Regions from separate parts of the Pan troglodytes genome. Here region 1 is linked to region 2. Evidence: chromatin contacts called from public capture Hi-C data. All regions are on one chromosome and are shown on one strand. Each heading gives the region's core, a stretch centred on a gene start, on an enhancer-like site or on the middle of the called end of the contact. The rest is flanking DNA. Distances are from core to core; before and after follow the strand shown.

Evidence for each region. Capture Hi-C pulls out chosen DNA fragments and counts their contacts.
Region 1: a contact with region 2 is called in a capture Hi-C map of stem cell-derived neural stem cells, with 2.8 times the contacts expected there. The contact joins two enhancer-like sites. A contact is called at or near these places in 2 of 7 Hi-C or Micro-C datasets (induced pluripotent stem cells and stem cell-derived neural progenitor cells), 1 of 1 datasets of contacts at active chromatin or transcription factors (stem cell-derived excitatory neurons) and 1 of 1 other capture datasets (stem cell-derived neural stem cells).

The regions. Positions count from the first base shown.
Region 1 is chr16:59,836,626-59,841,914 of NHGRI_mPanTro3-v2.0_pri, forward strand. The region is part of intron 9 of SKOR1 (SKI family transcriptional corepressor 1); the gene reads left to right. Among named protein-coding and RNA genes, the nearest start is that of PIAS1, 30 kb to the right of the region's middle. Within about 2 kb of position 1,971, at least 4 of the 24 cell types and tissues checked have an H3K27ac peak or open chromatin away from gene starts, as enhancers often do. A contact at or near this core is called in stem cell-derived neural stem cells, where this site is marked.
Region 2 is chr16:58,946,814-58,952,280 of NHGRI_mPanTro3-v2.0_pri, forward strand. No RefSeq gene overlaps it. Among named protein-coding and RNA genes, the nearest start is that of SMAD3, 110 kb to the right of the region's middle. Within about 2 kb of position 4,063, at least 1 of the 24 cell types and tissues checked has an H3K27ac peak or open chromatin away from gene starts, as enhancers often do. A contact at or near this core is called in stem cell-derived neural stem cells, where this site is marked.

The DNA of each region.
Region 1 (5,289 bases), core at 721-3,220, 890 kb after region 2:
CATAGAAAGTGCCTGGGGGATGATGGCCACTTCAGTGGGGCAAGAGAGAAGGTGACATTGGAGCTGTCATTGATGATAATGGCGGCAGCGCTGAGAGGACGGGGACCGAGATCCAGGCAGAGGACCTTGCAACCACCTGAGTCAGTGTCACCCATCTGGGCCAGCCCTTCCCGGGAGACCACTGTGGTGGTAGTTGCTGCTCCCAGCAGTGCTGTGGCTCAGTACTGAGAGAGGGGAGGGACCTGGGGAGCCACTGACAGGGAGTTCGGGCTTTGGAGGCTTGAGTTCTCCCACTCGGTACGCCTCTTAAGTGAAATGGAAGTCATTTGACTAGCTTCTCATCTGACCTTACTAAATAAGCAGTAGGCAAACGCAAACCTCAGAATTCTAATATGGCCTTTATTGAGTGAAAAGAGCTAATTTGGACAATGATGTTTACCTCAGATTTACAAAAGAGAATTGCAAATAACCAAAAAGCACATTAACATGGATGGGAGATGATGCTAATCTTCAATTAGCATCCACATTTTTATTCATTTATTTAGAACAGGTAGGGCTGGTGGTTTCATAAATGCCTTATTGTGGAAACTAGCATGAGATACACCTAGTTATTGGTTCAACATTTCTGGCTACATGAGCATGTGTTACTTTGAGCCAGAGGTAGATTTTTTGTTGTTGTTTGTTTTTTTGAGATGGAGTCTCGATCTGTCACCCAGGCTGGAGTGCAGTGGTGCAATCTCAGCTCACTGCAACCTCTGCCTCCTGGGTTCAAGCAATTCTCCTGCCTCAGCCACCATGCCAGGCTAATTTTTGTATTTTCAGTAGAGACGGGGTTTCACCATGTTAGCCAGGCTGGTCTGGAACTCCTGACCTCAGGTGATCCACCTACCTTGGCTTCCCAAAGTGCTGGGATTACAGGCGTGAGCCACCATGTCTGGACTCTTTTTTTTGAGATGGAGTCTCACTCTGTCACCCAGGCTGGAGTGCGGTGGTGTGATCTTGGCTCACTGCAATCTCTGCTTCCTGGGTTCAAGAGATTCTCCTGCCTCCACCTCCCAAGTAGCTGGGACTACAGGCTCACTATCATGCTGGGCTAATTTTTTTTTTTTTTTTTTTTTTTTTTGAGTCAGAGTCTCACTCTCTTCAGCAGGCTGGAGTGCAGTGGCATCATCTTGGCTCACTGCAACCCCTCCTCCCAGGTTCAAGCGATTCCCCTGCCTCAGACTCCTGAGTAGCTGGAACTACAGGTGTGTGCCATCACCCCCGGCTAATGTCTGTGTTTTCAGTAGAGACAGGGTTTCGCCATGTTGGCTAGGCTGGTCTCAAACTCCTGACCTCAAGTGATCTGCCTGCCTCAGCCTTCCAAAGTGCTGGGATTAAAGGCGTGAGCCACCGCGCCCCGCCAATTTTTTGTCTATTTTTTCTTGTCGAGCAATTTTGCAGAGGAGAAAGATCTGAGTTCTAGTTCTCATTCCACCTGGAACTGTTTGTGACCTTGGCCTGCTCCCTGTACCTCTCTGTCTCTGGTTCTGTTTTAGCTTCTGCAAAGTGAGGAAACTACCCTAGAGATGATCCTTGACATTTTTCAGCATTGAAATGCTGGCATTCTTGCAGCTGGATAACTGAAGGACGTTTTTGGATAATTGTAATTTTCTGATATTCTGCATTCTCCCAGTACCATGAAAAAAAATAATAATTAGCAAGATGTAAAAATTCAAGAGGGTTTTTCTTTTCTCTTTGAGAAGGGTGAAGCAAGCTGGTCATCCTGGAGCCATGGAGGGCCCCAGGATCAGCCCACAGGGGCGGCTGTGGATCTAGGGCCTGGGACCTGCTGAACCGTATCACAACATGCCTCTGAGCTCCAAAGGCCAGTACAGACGAAGCGGGAGGCTGGTGAAGGGGAGGGGATACATTGAGTGTAGCATGGAGGTGGAGGAGAGGAGGCAGCATGGAGGGGCTCAGGGAGGGGAGAGCCGAGTGGACCATGACTTCATGGGAAGTCCCAAGCCCCCACAGGCCTTGAGGGAATAGGCATTGCAGGCGAGGAGAGTGTGGGTGCCAGAGAGGACTGGACTGGTGGGCAGGCTTGGAGTTGCAGTGGGAGCCGGCTCCTGCCGCCTTCAGAGTTGTTGGCTTCTCTTCACTCTGCAGGCCTGAAAAGAACTGAGTCCTGGCAGTCTTCCCTGAATGTTCTGGACTACAGAACCCCAAGAGATGAGGAGTGGTCCCCCTATCCTGTTTGAGGTGGTACTTCCCACTACCTGAGTAGGAGAGAGCAGAGCCAACTTTATTTCGAACAATTAAGAAATGGGCTGTTTCATATGGAAAAAATGTCAGTGAAGACATGAACTCTTAGCATTCTCTAAAATTATGTAATGTTTCTCTTACAGCCAGAGAGCATTGCATGTTTTCGTGTATCATTTTATTTGAAGCAGGAAGGGCTGGGGACTCCCATCAGCCCCACCGGAGGGAAGGAGGGAGGAAGGAGCGGGGATGTGGAGAGAGGCCCCTGTGACCTTGTTTATGTGCAGGCCTGGGAGGAATGGCATTAGTGGTTTCAGGAGGTGTTGCCCTGGGATTGTAGCACAGGGACAATGCGCTGAGTTCACATGCCTGACCCTGAAGCTCCAAAGGCCTCAGACACAGAGCATGGCCAGAGCGGGGTTGGAGGAGGCCTGAGTGTGGGGGAGGACCCACTCCCCCAGGCTGCCTGAAATTCCTGTGAGCTGCTCATGCTCTGAGTTAAGCCTTGTTCTTATAACATCTCTTTTGAAGTGCACTCTGTCACCTAATTCACCTCAATGTGAATGAGTTTTTCCAAAGTTAAGCTGAAGGGGGGTGGAGTAGGCAAATCGGTCTGTGTGCCCACAGCTCAGAGGGTGGCCTGGGGGAAGAGACAGGGTCAGCTGTGGCCAGCTGACCTCTCAGAGGGAGTTTCTTTTAAGACTTGTAAGCCCGGTGTGCCCAGAGCCCTTGCTCTGCTCGGGTGGCCCCTGGTGTGTTGAGATCAGTTCTAATCCATCCCAGATGCCGGGCCTCAATGGAGCCCTCTGGTCCCGCCCCTCCCCCTGCACAGCCCAGGCTGCCCCTTTTACTCTCCCCCAGATCTCATATTTGTGCCCAGAATGTCTTAAAAGATCTGTTTCCTCACCTGTGGGATGGTGATTGTGCTGCCTGCTTTGCAGGGTCATTTGAAGGTTAAATGCAGGATTGGGTGTGAAAGGCCCTAGCACATTGGATGAGCTGATTGATGCCAAGTGTTTACAATAGTCCTGGGCTATTCTAATGCTCAATACATAACCACTTACTTATTCTTCTTTTCCTTCGTCTTGCAACTATCTGCATGAAATAAACTTTCTTTAAGGTAAAAATAGCAGGGTAGGGAGGAGTCCCTAAGTTTTGCTCCTTTTAGCCACGACGGGGAGTATTTTTGCCCAGATGTCTTTAATCCTTTGGATTTGAGTTTCCAAAGGCCCTGGTTAAGATGCAGTTATGTTTTGAGACGGGACACTACATAGACTCAGTAATACCTGTTTACGTAGTTTAGTACGATTCCTTGCCCTTTAAGACCAACACAGGGTCTTCTGGCATCCTATTTCATGTGAGTATCTCTGGGACATAAGCATGGGGGTGCAGGGGTAGTGCTGGTTATTATTCCTCTTTTACTGATAGGGAAAGGCGAGGCCTACAGAGGTTAGGTGACCTATCTAAGGACACAGCTAGTTAGTGACGGTCCTGGAATTTGCTCTCGGATCTCTCTGACTCCGAGGGCTCACTTTACACCGACATGTAATATGGGAGTACAGTTTGAGGGGTTCTGGAGTGTTTTCTCCAAATAATCTCTTACTCCTCTTACTCTTGCCTTAAATCCTGCCACTGATGCGTCATTATTTTGAGCTGTTGCTGTATCGAGGGTTCACTGTAATTTATTTCATCAAGACCTTTTTTTCTGGCAGTCCCAGGATGGCCTAAGGGCATAAGGCGCTTAGGTTTAGGGTGTGGAGGACTTGCTCAGAAAGAAGGTGCAAAAAGAGGAATTGCCAAGTCTGAGCATGGGGTCTGCCAGCTTCTCTCTAGCTCTCAGTTTCCCTGTGTGGGATTGCAAGGATGGGAGGAAAAGTGTCACACCTCCTCCAAATCCTGGCTGCCCTGGAGTCCAGACATCGCTCCCTGCCAAGGCTACAGTGACCGCAGCAGTGGTACAGGGGAACACTGCAATGGCTTTCAGCCAAGAAGGTCCATATTTATGTCTCATCAACTGTGACTAGGTGGGTCACCAGTCTCTTCCAGTTGCTGACCCTGTTTTCTCGTCTCTAAAATGGAAGTGATGATTTTTCTACTTACCATACAGGGTTGTGAGGCTCCATTGAAATGCCACTGTAAATTGCTATACAACAAAAGACAGGAATATCAGTATTGTCAGACACCCATTGGAGCCTCAGGCAGCTCAGCATTCCCCTTACCTGGTGAGTGAGGCATTTGTGCATTAGGAACAGACCTACAAAATCAGAGCACCAAAATGAAACATCACACTGTATTAATATTTTCACACCACTTAGCTCTCATTAAAATGTACTTTGCTGAATTTAATATGTGATTTCAAATGACACAACATATTAAGTGCTTAATATACTAGAAATTATGAAACTATTATAGTCGATGCCATATGAAATAATTACACTGAATTAAACTTTAGCAGCCAAGTGAAGGAAAGACTTCAACTTAAAACGTCTTAAAGAAGCTTAAGCCACCACTGTAATCCCCAAAATAAATGTCCAGAAATTAGGATCTTTAAATAAAAACTGGAACTTAATCTGTACTTACACCGGCAAGCTCTTCTGGGCTTTGGTGATGTGCAGCATTGTTCCCTTGGGGAGGTGAGGGGCCCTGGGACCCACCGCAGGCCAGGGTGTTGGGATCAGGGCTTCAGCGGGCTCGCTCCATGGGCCTGGCTGGGGGTTGGCTCAAATGGCCTGGCTGGGGGTTGGCTCAAATGGCCTGGAGTAAAGCCTTCTACCGAAGTGACAGATTAGTCTTTGCTCAAGATTAGCCTATTGACAAGTTAAAAATAAAAACAAACCCACCTTATGGAACATCTATTCAGTGCTTCCTTTGTGCCAGCCATTTTATATGCATTTCCTCATTTAATCCTCACAATACATCTGTTTTAAGAGCCACTGTTTTTCAGATGAGGAAACAGGCTCAGAAAGATTAAATGAATAATCCAGGGCCTTAAATCAGAATCCATAGTGTTCACCCCTGCATCACATTGCCTTTCTCTAAACTCTT
Region 2 (5,467 bases), core at 2,813-5,312:
GTTCATCCCAGCTCCTCAGCTGGACTGTAAGGCTTTGGCTAGACATCTGGGAGAAACTTGGTACCTGCTTGTTGAACAGAAGTGTCCTTTCCACAAAGGATTTGGCCAAGAAGGGTCCTCCCAGCTCAGTGCCACCTCCTCCAGGAAGCCTTCCCTGACCACACCACCTGGAAACACTTTGTCATTTAATCATTCCTTTAACATGCCACAAATTAAAGTGGCCCTAGCCAGGACATCCATCCCAAAGGCCTGCTGACGTCATCCTGTCCCTGGAGACACTATAACCATCCCCAGGCTGCTTCTGAGCCCTGGGCAGCCTTCTTCAGGGTCATGATGGTGCCAAAGAATGGGCTGAGCTTTGGGGCAACCATGACTGCATTAGCTCCCAGCGTGACTACTCCCTTGTGTGCCCATGGGCAGGCTTCCAACTGCCATGCCCACAAATGTAAGATGGGAATAATTAGTACTGTTCTTCCCCTGCTCCTGTTTCCAAGTGTTTCTCAGCACCTGAGTGATTGCACGGGGGTCACGTGACTCATTCTGGCCAATGGCTTCTGAGCAAAAATGATGTATGTCATTTCTGGGCTGGCTCATGTAATCACTGATGCAAGGCCCTCCAAGCCTTTTCTCTGCCATGGGGACCAGCCGTGTTTCTGATGGCAGCTGCTCTGCCAGTCTGGGTTGCAGAGTAAGAACAAAGAGGACGTGGAACAGAAGTCCCCGCCAGCCTTCAAAAGTCATAAGTGAGAGACAAACCTGGTAGAGGCCATGGAAATGAGAGGTTGCTGGAGCATAACTTAGCTTCCTTCACTGACACACCTGGTGGAGCTGTAAGGAGTCAGTGGTGACCTACGTGAACCCGCACAGGGCTCTGCCTGGCACTACGCAGGTATTCAAGAAATGTTATCTTGTTGGTGGCTCCAGGAGACCTGAGAGGCAGAGACTGTGTGACTCAGGCAGATGTTCCACATCCAGACACAAGAGTCAAAGGTCACTGAGGGGGTCGACAGGGGCTCCTCAGGGATAAATAAATACACACTTATTCTGCTCCCAACTCCGGGCTGGGCTTAACCAATGGGTACTGTGCAACCGCCTCTCCGAGGAAGGGAGACTCTCACTGAGTCGATTGATGGGCAGGGGAAAGGCGTGTGATGGGAAGAGAGGGTACGTGATGGCACAGGGGAGACTATGGGGATTGCAGGCTTGCCCCATCCCCACAGCAGAAGGGCAGTGGCAGAGACCTGGGTGAGTGGCAGTGCCCTTTCTGGCTTTTTAACACCTGACTGGAGCTCTCAGACAGGGTGTCCCCACCACTGCCTCACCCAACAGGCTGAGCACAGGCACCTGAAATTAGCCCCATCATCACCGTTAACTGGCAGTTTGACCCTGGGCCTCAATTTCCTCATCTGTAAAATGAGGATCATATACACGCTTGCCCTGTGTACCCCACAGGAGCCCTGTGAGACTCAAATATGAAAATGGGTATGACAGGCCTTTTAAAACATGGCAGTTCTTTGAGAATGCAAGTTTATCTCAGAAAGTTAAACCTTACCCTTCCCACGGAGCTGAGCAGAGCAGATCATTTTATCCCCATTTCAGAGACAAGGAAACAGAGGCACAGAGGTTAAGTGACTTGCTCAAGGTCCCACAACCGATGGGTGGCAGAGCTGGGGTCACGATCTGGGTCCTGTGAGTCTGAATCTAGTCTCTGCTTCCCCAAGTCATCTCCCTACAAAAACCCCCATGGAAAGAAAATCTCTGTGGATCTGAGCCCACTGGAAACGACTTCCCCAGACCTCAGGATCCATTCTTCTGGAAGCAGGTGAGGAGACACGACCCACAGGTACAGATAGGAGTCCTGCCTGTGGCTAACCTGACGCCATGGTGTTCAGGGGACAGAGTGAAGTCCATCATGGCCCGAGGCTGGAGTTGAACAATATGGAGCAGAAACAGCTCACTGGCTGCACCTTCTCACAGTGTCAGGCTCTTTCTGATCATGAAAGTGGCCTTGCCCTCAATTCCAGATGCCGAGGAGCTGGGCGACTCACAGAGCCCTCAATCTGCAGTTGTTAAACATGTCAGACCTCCATCTGCTTCCCAGTCTCAGCCTCTGTGCAGCCACCTGTGACTACACCTTCCTTAGTCAAAAAGCAAGTCAATATACTGGGGACATTTTGTGGGTAAAAGCTGTTGAAGATGTTGGGGGGCTGTGTGCTTTTTCTGGCATCAGGATCAAGGTGACTAACGCAGGCATGCATAATCATGGGAACAACCCCTCCTACTTAGGCAGCCTTGATAGTCTTCAAACATTTTTGCACACATGATCTTGTTGATCTCTGCAAGTATTTTATAAGGGGGGAAGACAGAAATATTCACCCTGGGGCACAGAGAGGCTTACGGGGGCAGAGACAACAAACAGGTGGAGCTCAAGCCATTCCTCAATTCCTTTGCTAGTGGCAGACATCATTAATCAATCATGCCATTCTTTCCAGTTCATCTGGGATGAGGCCTCAGAACGACTCAATACAACCCTTCAGGCAGCCACTACCAATCGATTAAGGATTGCTATCCTAGGTGTAGTAGATGTCAACTACGTGATCAGCTGGCTGACCTTGGGCAATTCTTACTGGTCTTCCCAATGGAAAAACAGGAAGATGGACTAGAAGTCCTGTGTTTCTGTGGAACGGCCTGTTGATAAGTCCTGTTTCATCCTTCTTTGCTTCTTTCCACACAGTGGTAGCTCAGTATCTTGCTACCTCTTGCATGGAATCCCTTGGTGGCCTCCTTTCTGGGCTCTAGTGCATTGTGGAAACTGTTGCCCGTTTACCCTTCTTAACATTGTCTGCTCAAGAACTTCCACAGGGAGGGTAACATCACATGCCGGGGCCTCTCAGGGGGTGGGGGGTAAGGGGAGGTAAAGCATTAGGACAAATACCTAATGCATGAGGGGCTTAAAACCTAGATGACGGGTTGATGGGTGCAGCAAACCACCACGGCACATGCATGCCTATATAACAAACCTGCAAGTTCTGCACACGTATCCCAGAATTTAAAGTAAAATAATAATAAAAAAAAGAACTTCCAAAGGCTCTCCATGCCCTTCCCAAGAGAGTCCCACTGCAGAGTGGCCATGCTCTGGCCCTTCTCCTCATCTCCAAGGAGATGCCAACTTGGCAACTCAATGCCAAGACTCCTCTTTACCCATCTCAGCTTTCAGCCAAAGGGCACATCCGTTTGTTCCTGTGTGTGGCCCACACTATCCCCATCCCACCCCCAGGCCTTTGCCCATGCTGTTCCCTGTGCCTGGGGGGGCCTGCCCCCACCACCATTCCTCATGTCTGCTTCTCAAAGCCTCCTCCATCTTAAAGGCCGTCTTAGCCAATGCTACCACATGCTTGACAACTTCAATGAATTTTCCACAGCAGGGGGTACCCACTCCCTCCTCTAAAATATTAGTGCATTTTTTTTCTCTTTCCACATGCCTGTTCCTGCCCCTCCCTCAACCTTCTGACTTACTCACCTAGGAAACTCCAGGTGACTCACAGCCAGCACTCTGGGCAACAAACAGGAGATTTGCCTTCCTTTCCAATAGCAGTCATGATGGAGGCATTTCCCGAGACCTACTATGCACAAGATGCCAGGGTGGTGGGGAGGAGCATCTGGCAGGGGTTCTTGGCAGCCACTGGAGTTCTTTCTCCCTAGGAGGGATGCAGCTATCAGAGGGGTGGCTTTAGTTCTGAAGGGAGATGGGCTTTGCAATGTCTGCACTTCTGAGGGGTATGAGGAGAGGGAAGAGAAAGACTGAGGCCAATGAGGGAACACAGCTCCTTTCTTCTCTCTAGAAAGCCCACGTCTTCCTCCTCTCCAGGAACCATCACTAACCATGCACTCTTACAGAGAACTTGCTGGAGAGAGTGAGGACTCAGACCCTGCCTTAACCATAGGAACAAAAGTGACAGACACTCACAGGCCTTAGTGCCTGTGCTCAGGCTATTCCTACTATCGGGGCTGTACTTCCACTCCCTCTCCTCAACCCCTTCTAGGTCCTCCCAGCTCAGTGCCACCTCCTCCGGGAAGGCTTCCCTGACCACCCCACCTGGAAATGGCCTGTGCGCGTGGACTTCCTTAGCCCTTTAGCCTCTGGTAGAGTATTCAGCCAGTCCCACCTCCCTGTCGTCACTTATGTTGAAGAGACACTGCCATCACCTAGTTCCATAAGGCCTTTGAGGCTAAGGTCTGTTTCTGAGCCTCCCTGACTCCCCTGGGCCTAGACATGCTGACACATTGGGCACCCAGAAAAGTCTGCCGTGCAGAATGATCAGTGAGCACCAGGCGTGAGGCAGAGGCTCTGGAGGATGTCTCACGGTGTCCTTTCTGGGAATTTGTCTAACCCTTGCCCTACCTTCCAGGGGAAATGGCCTGGAAAAGCCAGCTGGGCCTCAGAGAGCAGGAGAAAAAGATTTTGGCATCCTCCGCTGCCCCTCCTGGCTGAATACCTTCATGCTGAATCCAAGGGAGTGATCATAAAAACTGGAGCCTCCTTGACTTATTTCTAGGGCCAAATCCAGGTGTCTGGGCTTCCCTTCATACCTGCTCTCACACCTGTGACACCAGTGGGCCTCAGGCTATTTCACCTGGAGTGGGGGGGACCCAAGAAGATGCCAGCTAACTCAGAAGGGCTATGTGGCAGCCCTGGGTTAAATCCTAGCTGTCACTAACCAGCTGGTGACTGTGGGCACGGGGCTTAGTCTTTCTGAGCCTCCATTTCCTTCCTTTATTTTTTACTTTCATTTTTGAGACAGGGTTTGGCTCTGTCACCCAGGCTGGAGTGCAGTGGCACAGTCACGGCTCATTGCAGCCTCCATCTGCTGGGCTCAAGCAATCCTCCCACCTCAGCCTCCCAAGTAGCTGGGACTACAGGTGTGCACCAGCACACCTGTCTAAATGTTGTATTTTTTGTAGATATGGGGTCTCACTATGTTGTCTAGGCTGGTCTTGAAATCCTGAGCCGAAACGATCCACCCACTTCAGCCTCCCAAAGTGCTGGGATTACAGGCATGAGCCACCGCGCCAGGCCCCATTTCCTTCCTTCCTTCCTTTATATTTTTATTATTTATTTATTTATTTATTTATTTTATTTTTGAGACAGTCTTACACTGTCACCCAGGCTGGAGTGCAGTGGCGCCGTCGCTGCTCACTGCAACTTCCGCCCTCCCAGGTTCAAGTGATTTTCCTGCCTCAGCCTCCTGAGTAGCTGGAATTACAGGCACCTGCCACCACGCCTGGCTAATTTTTTGTAGTTTTAGTAGAGATGGGGTTTCACCATGTTGGCCAGGCTGATCTTGAACTCCTGACCTCATGATCTGCCCGCTTCGGCCTCCCAAAGTGCTGGGACTACAGGCATGAGCCACCATGCCCAGCCTCCTTCTTTTAAAATGGAGCTAATAATCACAAGAAGACAAACACT